Linked DNA regions of Ovis aries: region 2 is linked to region 1. The links are chromatin contacts, called in public Hi-C maps. All regions are on one chromosome and are shown on one strand. The core of a region is the stretch at or near the end of the contact, and the rest is flanking DNA. Distances in the headings are between cores, read along the strand shown. Region 1 overlaps ARL11 (ADP ribosylation factor like GTPase 11). Region 2 has its middle 29 kb from the start of SPRYD7.

The links. Hi-C and Micro-C count contacts between places; a contact is called where the count stands out from the background.
Region 2: a Hi-C map of tail adipose tissue shows a contact between it and region 1, with 6 times the contacts expected there. The contact joins two enhancer-like sites. A contact is called at or near these places in 12 of 16 Hi-C or Micro-C datasets (blood, hypothalamus, liver and 7 more).

Annotation. Positions count from the first base shown.
Region 1 is chr10:19,518,870-19,526,094 of ARS-UI_Ramb_v3.0, reverse strand. ARL11 (ADP ribosylation factor like GTPase 11) reads right to left here. Exons shown (of 3, transcript XM_012184473.4): 3 at 6,633-7,225. Among named protein-coding and RNA genes, the nearest start is that of ARL11, 12 kb to the right of the region's middle. Within about 2 kb of position 4,559, at least 3 of the 54 cell types and tissues checked have an H3K27ac peak or open chromatin away from gene starts, as enhancers often do.
Region 2 is chr10:19,715,775-19,722,999 of ARS-UI_Ramb_v3.0, reverse strand. No RefSeq gene overlaps it. Among named protein-coding and RNA genes, the nearest start is that of SPRYD7, 29 kb to the left of the region's middle. Within about 2 kb of position 2,464, at least 17 of the 54 cell types and tissues checked have an H3K27ac peak or open chromatin away from gene starts, as enhancers often do.

The DNA.
Region 1 (7,225 bases), core at 3,310-5,809:
TCCAATGAATATTCAGGGTTGATTTCCTTCAGGATGGACTGGTTTGATCTCCGTGTAGTCCAAGGGACTCTCAAGAGTCTTCTCCAACACCACAGTTCTTGCTTTAGAGTCTGGCTATTCCTGTCATCATATTAAGGGCTTTGAGATGTCCTGCAGTGGAGAAACCTGTGTAATTCCATTAAACCTAGCACCTCCCAAGCTTGTTGGACCACAGAACCCTCTTTTCAGGCCAACAGCCCTTCACAACCTTTGGAACCGGTGGTTCACAGACCCAGGCTTGGGGAGTGCTGGCCCACATGCCACAGCCACGTTGTGAGAGCTGCCAGCTGCCTCGACTCGTGGCTGCATCTGCACCCCAGATGGCATCTCCTTGGACGCCAGTTGCTCCCAAAAGTGAACCTGAGCTCATCGTGAGTCAGTCCCGCCTGGACCATTGCCCCAGTCCTAATCCCTCTCCACGCTGGCTCTCCAACACCTCCCGGCCTGCCTGGTAGCCGAACCATTGGGAGGCAGCAGGGGAGAGAGGGGCCCCCCATGCCTCCACATCTGTTGCAATCCTCTTCCTCGTGCTCCCCTCCCCGCCCCCGCCCCAGATCAGCACCCAGAGGGTGCTGCTTGCTTTGAGGCCAGGAGCCCCTTAGACAGCAATCTTCTTGCTTTCTCTTGCTTTCTGCCTTCTGAGTTCTCATCCTGTGTTCCCCAGCATCTGCTTGGATTGCCCTGGGCCTGGGAAAGAAAGTGAAAGTGTTAGCCGCTCAGTCACATCTGACTCTTTGTGACCCCACGGACTGTAGCCAGCCAGGCTCCTCTGTCCATGGGGATTTTCCAGGCAAGAATACTGGAGTGGGTTGCCATTCCCTTCTCCAGGGGATCTTCCCCACCCAGGGATCAAACCTGGGTCTCCTGCATTGTGGGCAGATACTTTACTGTCTGAGCCACCAGGGAAGCCCCTGGGCCTGGGAGGAAACTTTTATTAAGTGAATCAGTCCCACAGTCCTGACTTGGAAGACTTCAGCCCTGGCTACCCTGGCTGGCATTCTGAGAATGTATTACCTCTTTTTTTTCCCCATTAAATCCAAGCAAGATGTGAACCACAGCCTTTGAATCTGTGAACTGGTCCTTCATCCCTGGTTTCCCTCCTCTTCACATCCCCAGACCCCCACGTTTTTGGTTGAGTCTCTCCCACTTGGCAGCCCCATTCCAAGCAGAGATGGTTCTGCAGGAAGAGCGAAGGTGGTTTGTTACAGGACTGAGTGCAATTAAATCCCAGAGGTCCTGCCAGCTGAGGTGCACTCCCCCTCAGCTGCATGCTGTCTTCTTCCTCTCTGCTTTGATCAACATTGTATAGGAATCTCTAAGTCCATTCCAGAATCTCTGGCTTCCAGAACCCATTGCCTGCTCTCCATTCTTAACTAAAACCTGCTCTCAGCATAGCATATAATCCGTATGTTCACATTAAGTTAGAATCAACTGAACACCCACAAGATGGAAGAGAGTTTTATGGCCCGGGACGACTCCTGGGAGCACGTGAAATTGGAAAACCAAGGAATCTTAAGAATTCCAAGAAGCAGTTTCACACAAAACTGAGAAGTAGCCATTACCACTGCATTTTCCCTCTCAACATCCATACGCCCCTGGCGTGACCATGTTCATGTCAGACTGTCCTCTGTACAAATGTCAAAGCACACGCCAAGTTTGTAGGACATTTGCCATCCACCACCCCTGTCTGAGGTTAGTTCTTTTCTTAACTCGTAAATGATTCAAGACTCAAGCTCTTTTTATGATTCAACCTTGGGATCCCACCCTAGAGCATTATTTTATAAACCAGTGAAATCATGGTATAAAACTATAGATAGGTGGTTTCCACCATTTAGTGCCTGTATTAGTCACCTAGCACTGCGGGGGAAAGACACACCATCTTCTCAGTGGCATGCAGTGGTAAGCATTGTGTTTGGAGCCCTGTGGGGGACCGGGATCTGGATGATCCCGACTGGCCTCAGCTGGCCATCTCCGCTTGGGCTGCCGTGGCTTCAGGTCTCTGGACTACTTAGTAGGCTTTTGTTTGTTTTAAAATTATTTTGTCTTTGGCTGTGCTGGGTCTTTGCTGCTATGCTCAGGCTTTCTTCCAGTTGCAGTGGGCAGGGGGTACTCTCTGGCTGTGGTGCGAGGGTTTCTCATTGCGGTGGCTTCTCTTGATGCAGAGCATGGGCTCGAGGGCGCAGGCTTAGGAGTCGTGGTTCATGGGCTTAGTTGCCGCTTGTCTTGTGGGATCCTCCCGGAGCAGGGATCGAACCCACATCCCCTGCGCTGGCAGGTGGACTCTTAACCACCAGGGAAGTCCTTGGCGGTTTTGCTCTCATGCCTCTCCTCCTCTCCTCCTCGGACAGCAGGCCAGCTGAAGCTTGTTCTTCTGATGGCAGAGTCAGCAGAGGGAAACCCCCGCATGCAAACACTATTCAAACCCCTGCTTGTGTCTATCTGCTGACAGCCCACTGGCCAAAGAAAGTCACATGGTCAACCCCAGTGTCGACAAAAGGACCCTCCATCCACAATGAAGCCACAGCAAATGTGTGGATGGAGAAAGGAGTGAGGAATCGGGGCCAATAATACCACCGTGCTCGCTGGTGGCACACAAGACGATAAAGGGCTTCTTCGGCCAGTTGCTGCTAGCAGCGTTTTGTTGCAAAGGTGCTTCAAGGAGCCCAGCCAGTTCTGGGAAACTTCGGAAAGTTAAACAGCTCACAGGCTCCCTGTGGTCAGAGAACCAGGTGACCACCCTGCTAAATCCAAGTCAGCTTCTAGAGGGAGAGGGCAGCCCGGGAGGCCAGATGAAGAGGGAGCAGTCAGCAGAGGTGTAGAGAACAGAGCAGACAACCAAAGAACTCTTCCACAGCTCAAGGGTGCAAACCGCTATGCTCTGAGGCATTGATGCCAAGGAAAGCAGATGGCAGAGCCTCTGGGCCAGCCAGGTGAAGGCCAGCGCTAGCCGAAATATGGACAAGAAGGAATACCAAATAGGCAAGGTTGAGACCCTGACTCGAGCCCTATAGTTAGTTGGGTTTAGATGCTTAAATTAAGTGGCTGACTTTATTTGAGGGGGCTCCAAAATCACTGCAGATGGTGATTGCAGCCATGAAATTAAAAGACGCTTACTCCTTGGAAGGAAAGTTATGACCAACCTGGACAGCATATTAAAAAGCAGAAACATTACTTTGTCAACAAAGGTCTGTCTATCCAGATCATGTTCATTGGACAGCTGAAACTGAGTGAACTCCGGGAGATGGTGATGGACAGGGAGGCCTGGCCTGCTGCAGTCCATGGGGTCGCAAAGAGTCGGACACGACTGAGTGACTGGACTGAACTGAACTGAACTGAAGCAAAGTTATCCGTGATGTTCTGGTTGCTCTTGCCTTATTTATTATTTAAAATGTAGTTTTCATTTTTATAAAAATCATACAGGTGTCTAGTTTAAGAAGTGAAATAAAACCCAGAGGCCTGTAATGGGAAACAGAAGTCTCCTGCTTGGGGCTTCCCTAGTGGCTCAGACAGTAAAGAATCTGCCTACAATGCAGGAGACTAGGGTTCGATCCCTGGGTTGGGAAGATCCCCTGGAGGAGGGCATGGCAACCCACTCCAGTATTCTGGCCTGGAGAATCCCATGGACAGAGGAGCCTGGCGGGCTCACATGTGACTGAGCCTCTAACACACACATAGTCTCCCTGCTGCTGCTGCTGCTGCTGCGTTGCTTCAGTCGTGTCCGACTCTGTGCGACCCCATAGACGGCAGCCCACGAGGTTCCCCTGTCCCTGGGATTCTCCAGAAAAGAACACTGGAGTGGGTTGCCATTTCCTTCTCCAATGCATGAAAGTGAAAAGTGAAAGTGAAGTCGCTCAGTCATGTCCGACTCTTCACGACCCCATGGACTGCAGCCTACCAGGCTCCTCCATCCATGGGATTTTCCAGGCAAGAGTACTGGAGTGGGGTGCCAGTGCCTTCTCCGATACCAAGTCTTAATTACTTCTCCCCAGAAGCAGATGTTTTAGCTGTGTCTTGTCATATTTTCTCTATATTTCCCCCCACATTTATGTTGCTGTTCCTTGATTTTCCAACCTTACACATCGTCTGTTTTCCTACCTTGGAAGAGAAGAATCTAACCCTCTCACACTCTCCCCCATGCTCCACCCACACACATATTTTCCTTCCTCCATCCTCCCACTAGAGACATTTTGGTTAAATGAATATTTTAGTACTTATATTATTATGACTTATGTAAAAACTTTTCACAACTGAGCCATTCGGTATACTATGATTATATTTCCTTTTGGTGCAACTTTTGTTTCCCCAAGAGTTTTTTTTTTTTGTTCTGTCTGTTTGCTTGGTTTTCTCTTGATAAATGCTTATCAATAATACAGCCCTAAACTGTCAGAATTGTGGATTTCACTGATGCAATCGAATAGATAAGAGGAAGCCACTGGGTTTTTTGGTAGGTTTATCTGCAACATCCTTCCGGGAACCACGCATTCTCTGGTTCTCTTCTGTACTAATTGCTCTGGAGGCCGTCACAGAGCTGGTGTTCTCAAAACTCCTCTGCTTCCCTCTGGTGGTGAATCTCACAGTGCCTGCATCCCTGATCTTCATTTCAGTTTATTCTCTTAAAGGAGCGTGACGACCAGTACCCTTCTAAGAAAAGATGCACGCATTCTCGTTTATCTGAAAATGACATTCTGTCCTCATAAATGATTGCTAGCTTGATTGGGTGTAAAATTCTAGGGGGAAAATAATTTTCCCTCAGAATGTTTTCTCTTAACTTTCCATTTTGAAATAATTTTCGACTTACAGAAAACTGCGTAAACATTCCAGAGTTCTGGCTAACGCCTTTACCTAGCTTCCCCTAATGCTAACGTCTTACATAGCCGGGATGCACGCAGAAGTGCACATCAAAAAAAAAAAAAAAAAAAAGAGGCAACTAAGCAATTAACTTCAGTACACTGTGTTAACAAAGTGGCAGACTTTGGATCTCACCAGTTTCAATAATGTCATTTTATTTTCCAGGATCCAATCTAGGACCTCACATTATACTGAGTTGCTAAATCTTCTTTGTCTCCTCCATCTGAACCGGTCCTCAGTCTGTCTCTTTCATGATCTTAACCATTTTGAAGAGTACTGGTCAATTATTTTGTAAAATGTCCCTCAGTTTGGATTTTTCTGATGTTTTATCATGATTCGGTTGAGCCTATGGACTTTGGGGTGAGAATGCCACCGAGACGACGTGCCCATCTTCCCGCCTCATATGGTGATGCTATGCTCACCGCTCCATGGTGATGCTATGCTCACTCCTCAGGATGTCCATCTTCATCACTTGGCTAAGTAGTTCATGCTAGGCTTCTCATTATTATTTTTCCTTTTATAATTAGTAAAAATATTGGTAGACATTCTCTAAGATAACACAAATACCCTGTTTGTCCTCAGACTTTCACTTATCAAATTTTAGCATCCATTGGTGAATCTTACCTATAAAGAGTTATTAATATACTGTGCTTAATAGTAATTTTCTATTTGCCTCATTTCTTTTACCGTCATTAATGAAATTCTTTTGTAAGATGAAGCTGTTCCTTCTCCTCCATGCATTTAGTCATTCACTTAGTTATTTGTATCAGCATGCACTCACTGATATTTCTTTTATCCTAGGGGTTATCATACCATTTTCAATTGTTCAAATTGCCCTCTGAATATTGAAGGCTTTGTTCCATTATCCTTTAGGTTTTAGTATTGCTGTTAAGTTTAATGCAGTTCTGGTTCTTGACCTTTAGTATGTGACCTGTCATTTTTAGGATGTTCTGAAATTGAAGAGTATTGTGCTCATGTTTATAACATGCATTTGTATTGGGCAACTCCGTAGACTTTTTCAGGCTGGAAACTCATGTGTTCTGAAAAATGTTCTTGTTTTATATATTTATCTGATAATTCATCCCTCTTCTTTCTCACTCTTTCTGAGTTTTCTGGGACATCATTATCCTGATGCTAAACTTTGAGACTAATCCTCTAGTTTTCTTATGTTTTAATTCCCAGTTTTTCCTCCTTTATCATTTTGTTCTACCTTTTAGGAGATTTTTGCTTCTACTCTGTCTTCCAACTTTGTACTGGATTTCAGTGTAGAATTCCAAGAGCGCTTTCTTGGTTTCTAAATTTTTTTTTATAGCCATCTTGCTTCATGGATGTGAGATCTTCTCTTATTTCTAAGGAGATGTATCATTTGGGGGAAGTTTTCTTTTGCTTCCTGAAATGATCTCTTTCTCCTCTTTCCTCTGAGTTGTTTTTTCCTTTCTCTCTCTCATATTGGAGACTTTTTCTCGGATGTCCTGTCGTCCTTTATTATCTGTTCCTATTTGAATAAGGCATTATCACTTCTTCACACTGGAGTGATCCATCACTCACTGCCTTCAGCTTCCCGACTAGTGAGATAATCAAGCGTTGTCCCTGATGAGATGCAGCATGAAGTAGAGAATGCCACCTCCCTGTGTCACCAAAAACATCTGACCTGAATCTCGTCACACCTTTAGACCTGACTTCCACTTGACAGCGTTTACAAGTGATACGGGGACCAATTAAATGACACACGACCCAGTCAGACACCAGCTCTGAGATGCTGCTTTAATGAATGACCTGGTCCCTTCAAAATATCAACATTGCGGGGCAGACAAATGGAAGGAGGATAAAGAGACATAATAACCAGATGCAATGATATTCTAGGGACAGTGCGGGAAATTTGAATATGGATTGAATATTGGAATGTACTTGGGAACTATTTGAAATTTTCTCAGGTGTGATAATGCATGTGGGTTAGAGCTGATGTGGTCCTTATTCTTTGACTAGAGATACTGAAATATGTCTAGGTAAAATACAACGTCTGCAGTCATCTTCAAATGGTTCAGAAATATACTATATGTACATACCTTTATCTAAAGATAAAACAAACATGCCAAGGTGTTAGCAATTGTAGTACTTAAGAGGTGGGCATATGAGTGTTCATTATAGTAATTTTTTTTTCAGCTTTTCTGTATGTTTACATTTTCCATAATAAAAATGTAGGTGGAGGAAAGAGAAAGATACCAGAAAGCTTCTAGAAGCTCGTGTGAGTCCTGGCTCATAGGAGGCAGGGCTCGTCAGCTGCTGAGCCAGCTGGTTCATCCGGGGACCTTCAGATATCAGTGTTGTGTCTTCTCTC
Region 2 (7,225 bases), core at 1,215-3,714, 200 kb before region 1:
AGACCTATATTATGTTACTCTGTGTGTGGGTGCTAACTTGCTTCAGTCGTGTTGGACTCTTTTGTGACCTCATGGACTGTAGCCCACCAGGCTCCTCTGTCCATGGGATTTCCCAAGCAAGAATGTTGGAGCGAGTTGCCATTTCCTTCTCCAGGGGATCTTCCCCACCCAGGGACCGAACTCGTGTCTCCTGCAGGTTACACTGATGCATTGGCAAGAGGGTTCTTTACCATTTACCTCCTGGGAAATCTACATAGTGTTATTACCTACATTTCAATGCCAGTTTATGGGAAATATATATACTTTTTTTCTTTAGTCATAGCTATCCTTCTAAGTCAAACAAATTTTACCAGTATCTCTTGCAGCACCTAAAAGATTTTCTCCCCACTTATTTTAACCTCTTTGCCCAAAACAGTTTCCAGTGTAGTCTTTGTGTGATAAATTTTCTGGGGACTTCAATGCCTGAGAATATTTTTTAATTATGCGCTGCTTTTGGTGGCAGATTGGACAAAGGAAAGAGGCTGGTTCTAATTTCTGTTCCCTCAATATTTTGAAAATACCACTCCACTGTTTTTTCTCTCTCTCTTTTTTTTGGCATGTGGGATTTTTCCCTGACCAGGGATTGAAACCACGTCCCCTGCAGTGGAAGCTCAGAGTCCTCACCACTGGACTGCCAGGGAATTCCCTCCACTATTTTCTTGAATCAGTTGTTGCTATTGAAAAATTTGATGTCATCTGACTTCTCTTTTTGCAATCTTCTCTTTCCCTCTGCAGTACTTTAGAATTTTCTCTGCTTCTTTTGAAATTCTTAATTTTACTGTAAAATATCCTGGTGTGGATTTTTTTCATTATTTCTCCTCTATAACTCATTCAATCTTTCACCATTTATAAGTTACAAAAACTTATCTCAGTTTCTCCTCGAACACTTCTTCCTCTTCATTTTATTTTTCCTCTCTTTCTAGGACTTTTATCAGTCACATGATAGTATTCAATACTTCTATCTTCCAAATAACCTAGCTTTTAAAAAATATTTTATATCTTTTTGTAAAATAAAATTTAAAATATTTTATATCTTTTTGTAAAATAAAATTTAAAATATTTTATATCTCTTTCTTCCTTCCTTCTGAAAGATTTCCTTCACCTGGTCTTCCAAGTTGCTAATTTGTTCTGCAGCCTTATCCATTCTGTTATTTGTCCACCTGATGTGTTCTTTTCAACTGTTATTGATATATTTTTCACATCTAAGATTTCTTATGTTTGTTTTCTTTTTTTTTGTTTATATTGCCATATATTCTTTAATCTCTTTTGAAGGACAGTTTTGCTGGATATGGCTTCCCCAGTGGCCCAGATGGTAAAGAATCTGCCTGCGATGCAAGAGACCCCGGTTCGATAGCTGGGTGGGGAAGATCCCCTGGAGAATGAAATGAACACCCACTCCAGTATTTTTGCCTGGAGAATTCCATGGACAGAGGAGCCTGGCGGGCTACAGGCCATGGGGTTCCGAATAGTCAGACATGATTGATAGACTAACATCGCAACTACTACTAATCCAATATGACTGGTGTTTTTTAAAAAAGAGGAAATTGGGGGACAGACATGCATACGGAGTGAAGACGGCCATCTACCAGCCAACAAAAAAGGCCTGGAAAAGATCCCTCCCTCAGGGCTCTCTCAGGAAGAACCAACTCCAACTTACTTCAGACTTCTGTCCTCCAGAATTGTGAGATGATAAATTTCTGTTGTTTAAACCACCCAGTCTGGGGTTTTTCTTATCGGAGTCTTAACAAATGGCCTCCCTGGTGGCTCAGTGAAAGAATCCACCTGCCAATGCAGGAGACACGTTCGATCCCTGGGAAGATCCCCTGCAGGAGGAAATGGCAACCCACTCCAGTATTCTTGTCTGGGGAATTCCACGGACAGAGAAGCCTGGTAGGCTACTGTCCATGGTTTCACAAAGAGTTGGACATGACTGAGCGACTCAACAACAACAAGCAGATTAACACAAATCTCAATTTTGGCGTGTTTCAACTGTGCAAATACCTTCTTTTAGGGTGCTTCAATTACCTCACCAGAAAAACAGGATAAGCCTTCCCTCGCAGGGCTGCTGAGAAGTTTAAACAAGATAAGGTTAAGTGAAGAGCACCCAGTTCCCACACTGGAACAGAGTGAATACTCGGTAAATATTACTTAGGTCTTTCCTGCTTGAACAAACCAAGTATTTCTTTCAGTTTACCCGACTGTGGTCAGCTCGGCAGCCTGGGGATGCAGCCTGGTACCGTCGACAGAATCCGCTCGAAGCCCTCGGAAAACACAGAAAAAGGCTTCGACAGCTTTGGGCGGCCCCGCTTCACCCTGTGCCTTTGGCCAGGGGTGCCCCTAAGGTTTCTATTCCGCCCTGTGTAGGGAGAAACCTGTTCCGGAGGACGGCCTCTAGGGGGCGCGCTGTCTTCAGAACTCGAGCCTGGACTCGCCCCTGGAGCGAGGCAAGGCGGCTCTGAGGCCACGCGGAAGGCGCGCTGTCCCCCTTCCTCCCCGCGCAGTTTGCTCGCAGTAACTCTGGGAACCGGAAACCCCTCACTTTCCAGCCCTTCGATGAGCGCGCACTGATGCGCGATGTGCTGTATCACTTACTCTGGACAAACCTTTCTCACAACTAAGTTCAGGCTCAGAGAGGTTAAGTAACTGGCCGAAAGCCACACAGCCAGCGGACTAGAACCCATCTCTTCCCAACTCCAAAAGCAGTAAAACATCTTTATGGTCCAAGAAGCGCCAAGTGTTCAGTTCTCCAGAGGGAGCCAGGTGACTTGCAGACCTAATCATGGGCCCACCAAAAGACCTCAGGGACAAGAGAACCAAACAGCCTTTGCTAATACTGTCCTTTTCTCCTTGGAACTTGCTGTTGCTCCTGCAGCCCTGTGTCTCTGCCTCTCTTTGCATCCAGTGGTGATTTTTTTTTTAAGCTGCCCTGACTCATTCTGAAAGTGAAGTTATTGGAGGTTAATTCCTTTTCCTTCTTTTCTCCTGAGATAGTTGATTTTCACAGCCACTCCAAACGAGTGTTCAGGACAGTGTAGGAGCAAATGTTTTAACTGTTTATTGCCTCCACTGGAGGAGTCAGGACACATTAAAAAACAACAGTAGTGAGTGCATGTAATTGATGGCTTATGTCTACACTGCTGGGCAACAGCAGGGTTTTTCCTCCGAGATATAGTCTCGCGTGCCAGAAAAAATAACCAGTGTAACATGATGTTCCTTGACACTGAATTTGTACTCCAAGTCCGTCCAGGTGATAATCTCCAGCTCCTTCGGGCAATTGTTCATTCACCCACCCACCCATCCATCCTGCCAACAGTTGGGAGCCCATAGCACGCACACCACGGAGCCCTGAACCTTGACGGTATCTGCCTACAGGACCATTGTGATCCGGCAGAGCAGCGCTCACAGGAGAACTGACACCAAGCCCATATTCAGAAAACACTCTTTAATGAAGGCCATGCTCATGCAAAATATGTCAGTTCTTCCTGGACTTTTTGTTGTCTGGCCTTGTGTCAGTTCTTTTTAAGAGTATAGGAGTGGGACTTGCTCGGTGGTTAAGAATCGGCCTTGCAGTGCAGGGGACGGAGGTTCAATCCTTGGTTGTGGAACTAAGCTCCCACGTCCCACATGCCTTGGGAGCAACTAAGCCTGTGCACCATAACTAGAGAGTCTGTGGGCTGCAAAGAAAGATCTAGCATGAAGCAAGGAAGATCCCAAGTGACGCAGCTAAGACCCGATACAGTCAAATAAATAAACAAATATATTTTTTTTAAGTATAGGAGTGAAGAGAGGAGCAGCTGGGAGGCTGGAATTTTGTTTCTCTGTTACACTCACCAGTCCCAATGTGGTCCTGTGGACAAAGCCCTGGCTTTTTGTATTTGTAAAGCAAGGAACACTGGCTTCTTTCTAACTCTGCTAGAGTCTCATGTCAAACTGGCATCATCAACTGCCACAGCCTCCAACTTTAGTATCTCTTCTGCCCACAGCAGAGTTCACAAGCCTAATGCTATCTGTGTGCAAGATGAACTGCATCTCCGTGAACCCCTGGAAAACAGACTCCTGGGCCAAGACAGCCTCCCTGCCCCCCATCCTTTGCTATGCATTTATTCTGTAGGTTAGTGGACTCAGGGAGGCCAGACTGCCTCGGAGGCCCTCCCCAGGCTCTTGTTCAAACATGCCACCATCAATATCTAAGTAAAAGTGATTGGGTGTCATGGAGAGCAAAGACACTTAGAAGGTGCTTGAAGGTCATAGCAGAAGAGCAGAAAGTCTTCAGAACAATCCTGGGGCCTTGGAATCTTGACACATAGATACCAAAATGTCGATTGAAAGGAGGTAGAGGCTGGAGCTCACAGAGGTGAGGTAACTTGCTGGAAAGTGACTAGAACCCAGGGACCTAACTCCTCTGGATTCCAAACTCAGTGCTCTCTCTACCAGGCCACCAACTACAAGTGTGAAATACTGACACTTAGCCAGACCGTTGGAGCTTCCATGGTGGCTCAGCGGTAAAGAATCTGCCTGCAATGCAGGAGACCCCAGTTCAATCCCTGGGTCAGAAAGATCCCCTGGAGGAGGGCATGGCAACCCACCCCAGTATTCTTGCCTGGAGAATCGCCATGGACAGAGGAGCCTGGTGGGTTGTAGTCCATGGAGTCGCAAAGAGTTGGACACAACTGAAGCAACTAAGCAGCTGCAGCAGCAGCAGCCAAACTGTTAGAGAGCCACGGATGACATGTCACATGACTCCTGTCCCATGGGGCCCTGTGCAGCAATCCTGTATGAAGGCATCTCCAACTTCCTGCTGAGAACTACTGTGGTTTTTACCCACAACTTTACTTCCCACCAAACCTTCTCCAGAACACATTTGCCCTGTACCACAGACAGACCTGAACTTTTGATCTTACCGGCAAATTGGCTTCTCCTCCACCTTTGCCTTTCTTGTGCATAAGACTCCATCTATGCTTTCCTTTCTCCCAGAAACCTGCCCCCTCACCCACACATCCCATACTCTGTCCTGGTCCTTCCTCTACCAAAATACAGCTCCATCCTCTCTCTCTCTCTCTCTCCACTGCCCTAATCAAATCACCATGTTCTTTAGTCTGACTTCAACTGACATCTAATCACTGGGAGAGTTTACATTAAAACTCAGGTTGCAGGGCTCCCAACCCTAGAGTTTCTGATCCAGGGGTCCAAGAATGTACATTTTCACAAGTTTTTGGTGAAGCTGAAGCTCCTGGAGTCCACTCTTTGACAAACGGAACCTCCTTCCAGTCCTTTCTCTGTATAGCAGTCCGAGAAATCTTTGTGTGAAAATCACTCAGGCATGTCTGACTCTTTGAGACCCCATGGAGTATACCGTCCATGGAATTCTCCAGGCCAGAATACTGGAGTGCATAGCCTTTCCATTCTCCAAGGGATCTTCCCACAACCCAGGGATCAAACCCAGGTCTCCCATATTGCGGGTAGATTCTTTACCAGCTGAGCCACAAGGAAAATCCAAGAATACTGGAGTGGGTCGCCTATCCCTTCTCCGGTAGATCCTCCCAACCCAGGAATCGAACTGGGGTCTCCTGCACCGCAGGTGGATCCTTTAAGAACTGAGCTATGCAAAATCTCATTTGGATCATGTCAGTTTCTTTGCTCTGTTAGTCTGGCCAGGCCACTGTTACAAAATACCATAGACTGGGTCACCTATAAACAAAGAATTTATTTCGGACAGTTCTCAAGACTGAGAAATTCCAGATCAAGGTGCCAGCAGATTCTGTGTCTAGTAAAGGCCCACTCCCTTTTCTCCTACCCTCTGTCTTTTCTCCTACCCTCGTGTGTGGAAAGGCCAAGGGAACGCTTTTATAAGGGCTCCAATCCCATTCAGGATGTTTCAGGTGACTCAGTGGTAAAGAACCCGCCTGCCGATGCAGGAAGCTCGGCTTCGATACCTGGGTCAGGAAGATCCCGTGGAGAATGGAATGGCGACCCATTCCAGTATTCTTGCCTGGGAAATCTCATGGACAGAGGAATCTGGCGGGCTACAGTCCGTGGGATCACAAAAAGTCAGACACGACTTGGCAACTAAACAACAACAATCCCACTCATGAGGGTGGAGCCTCATCACCTTCTGAGGGCCCCTGCCCCAAATACTGCCACGTTAAGGGTTAGGATTTCCACACAGGAATCTAGGGGGGACACAAACATTTGGTCTCTAGCACTTGAAACTCCAGTACTTTGGCTGCCTGATGTGAAGAGCTGACTCACTGGAAAAGACCTTGATGCTGGGAAAGATTGAGGGCAGGAGAAGGGGGCAACAGAGGGTGAGAGAGTTGGATGGCATCCCTGACTCGATGGACATGAGTTTGAGCAAACTCTGGGAGACAGCGAAGGACAGAGAGCCTGGTACACTACAGCCTATGGGGTCACAAAGAGTCAAACATGAGCTGGCCACTAAACCATAACAGACTGGTCTAAAACCCTTCGTGGTTCTCATCACACAGAAGAGGGAGCTATGTCTGTCTTGTGTCTCTGGCCGGCTGCTGTCGCAAGTTCCTTCAGAGTCCATGCCACCAGACTAAATCCCTGGTGCCCTCCAGTTGCCTTCACTTTCAGCCTGCTTGTTCCTTAAGAACTTGAGTACTGAACTCACCATCTTCATCTTCACCAACCCCTTCCGTCACTATTTAGGGAGCTTTGGCCTCTGTGTTCCTGACCTCCTCACCTCGTGTGGTCTCTAACTTTCCACCCCGATGGACCTTGTCATCACCTGTAAGTCTTGATTTGAAGCCCCCTCTTCTTGAGCACCTCTTCCTCTCCTTGAAGCTTATTGGTTCTAATGCTCCCATCCCAGGGATTCTCTGATGTCATCAAGGCCCATGATTCACTGGCCTTATCATAGCTTAGTTTTTCACTTCCTTCCTGACTCAGCTTAGGGTAAATGGCATATTTTTTAAGAGCACTTCCTCATAAATACCACTAACACTCAGCTATCCCCTGCTCTATCCCTGTACCCAAGCAGCCGGAAGAGAACACTAGCTGGGGTGAGTGTTCTCACTTTAATTCCTGGCCACAGACCCTAAAGGTCCCATCACACTGCCCACAAGTCCGATCTGTTTCCCTTCCTGGACCAACGGCACAGACATCACTTTTGCACATGCAGAAGCTCAGGCCCCACCCAGACCTCCTGAATCAGGATGATCTG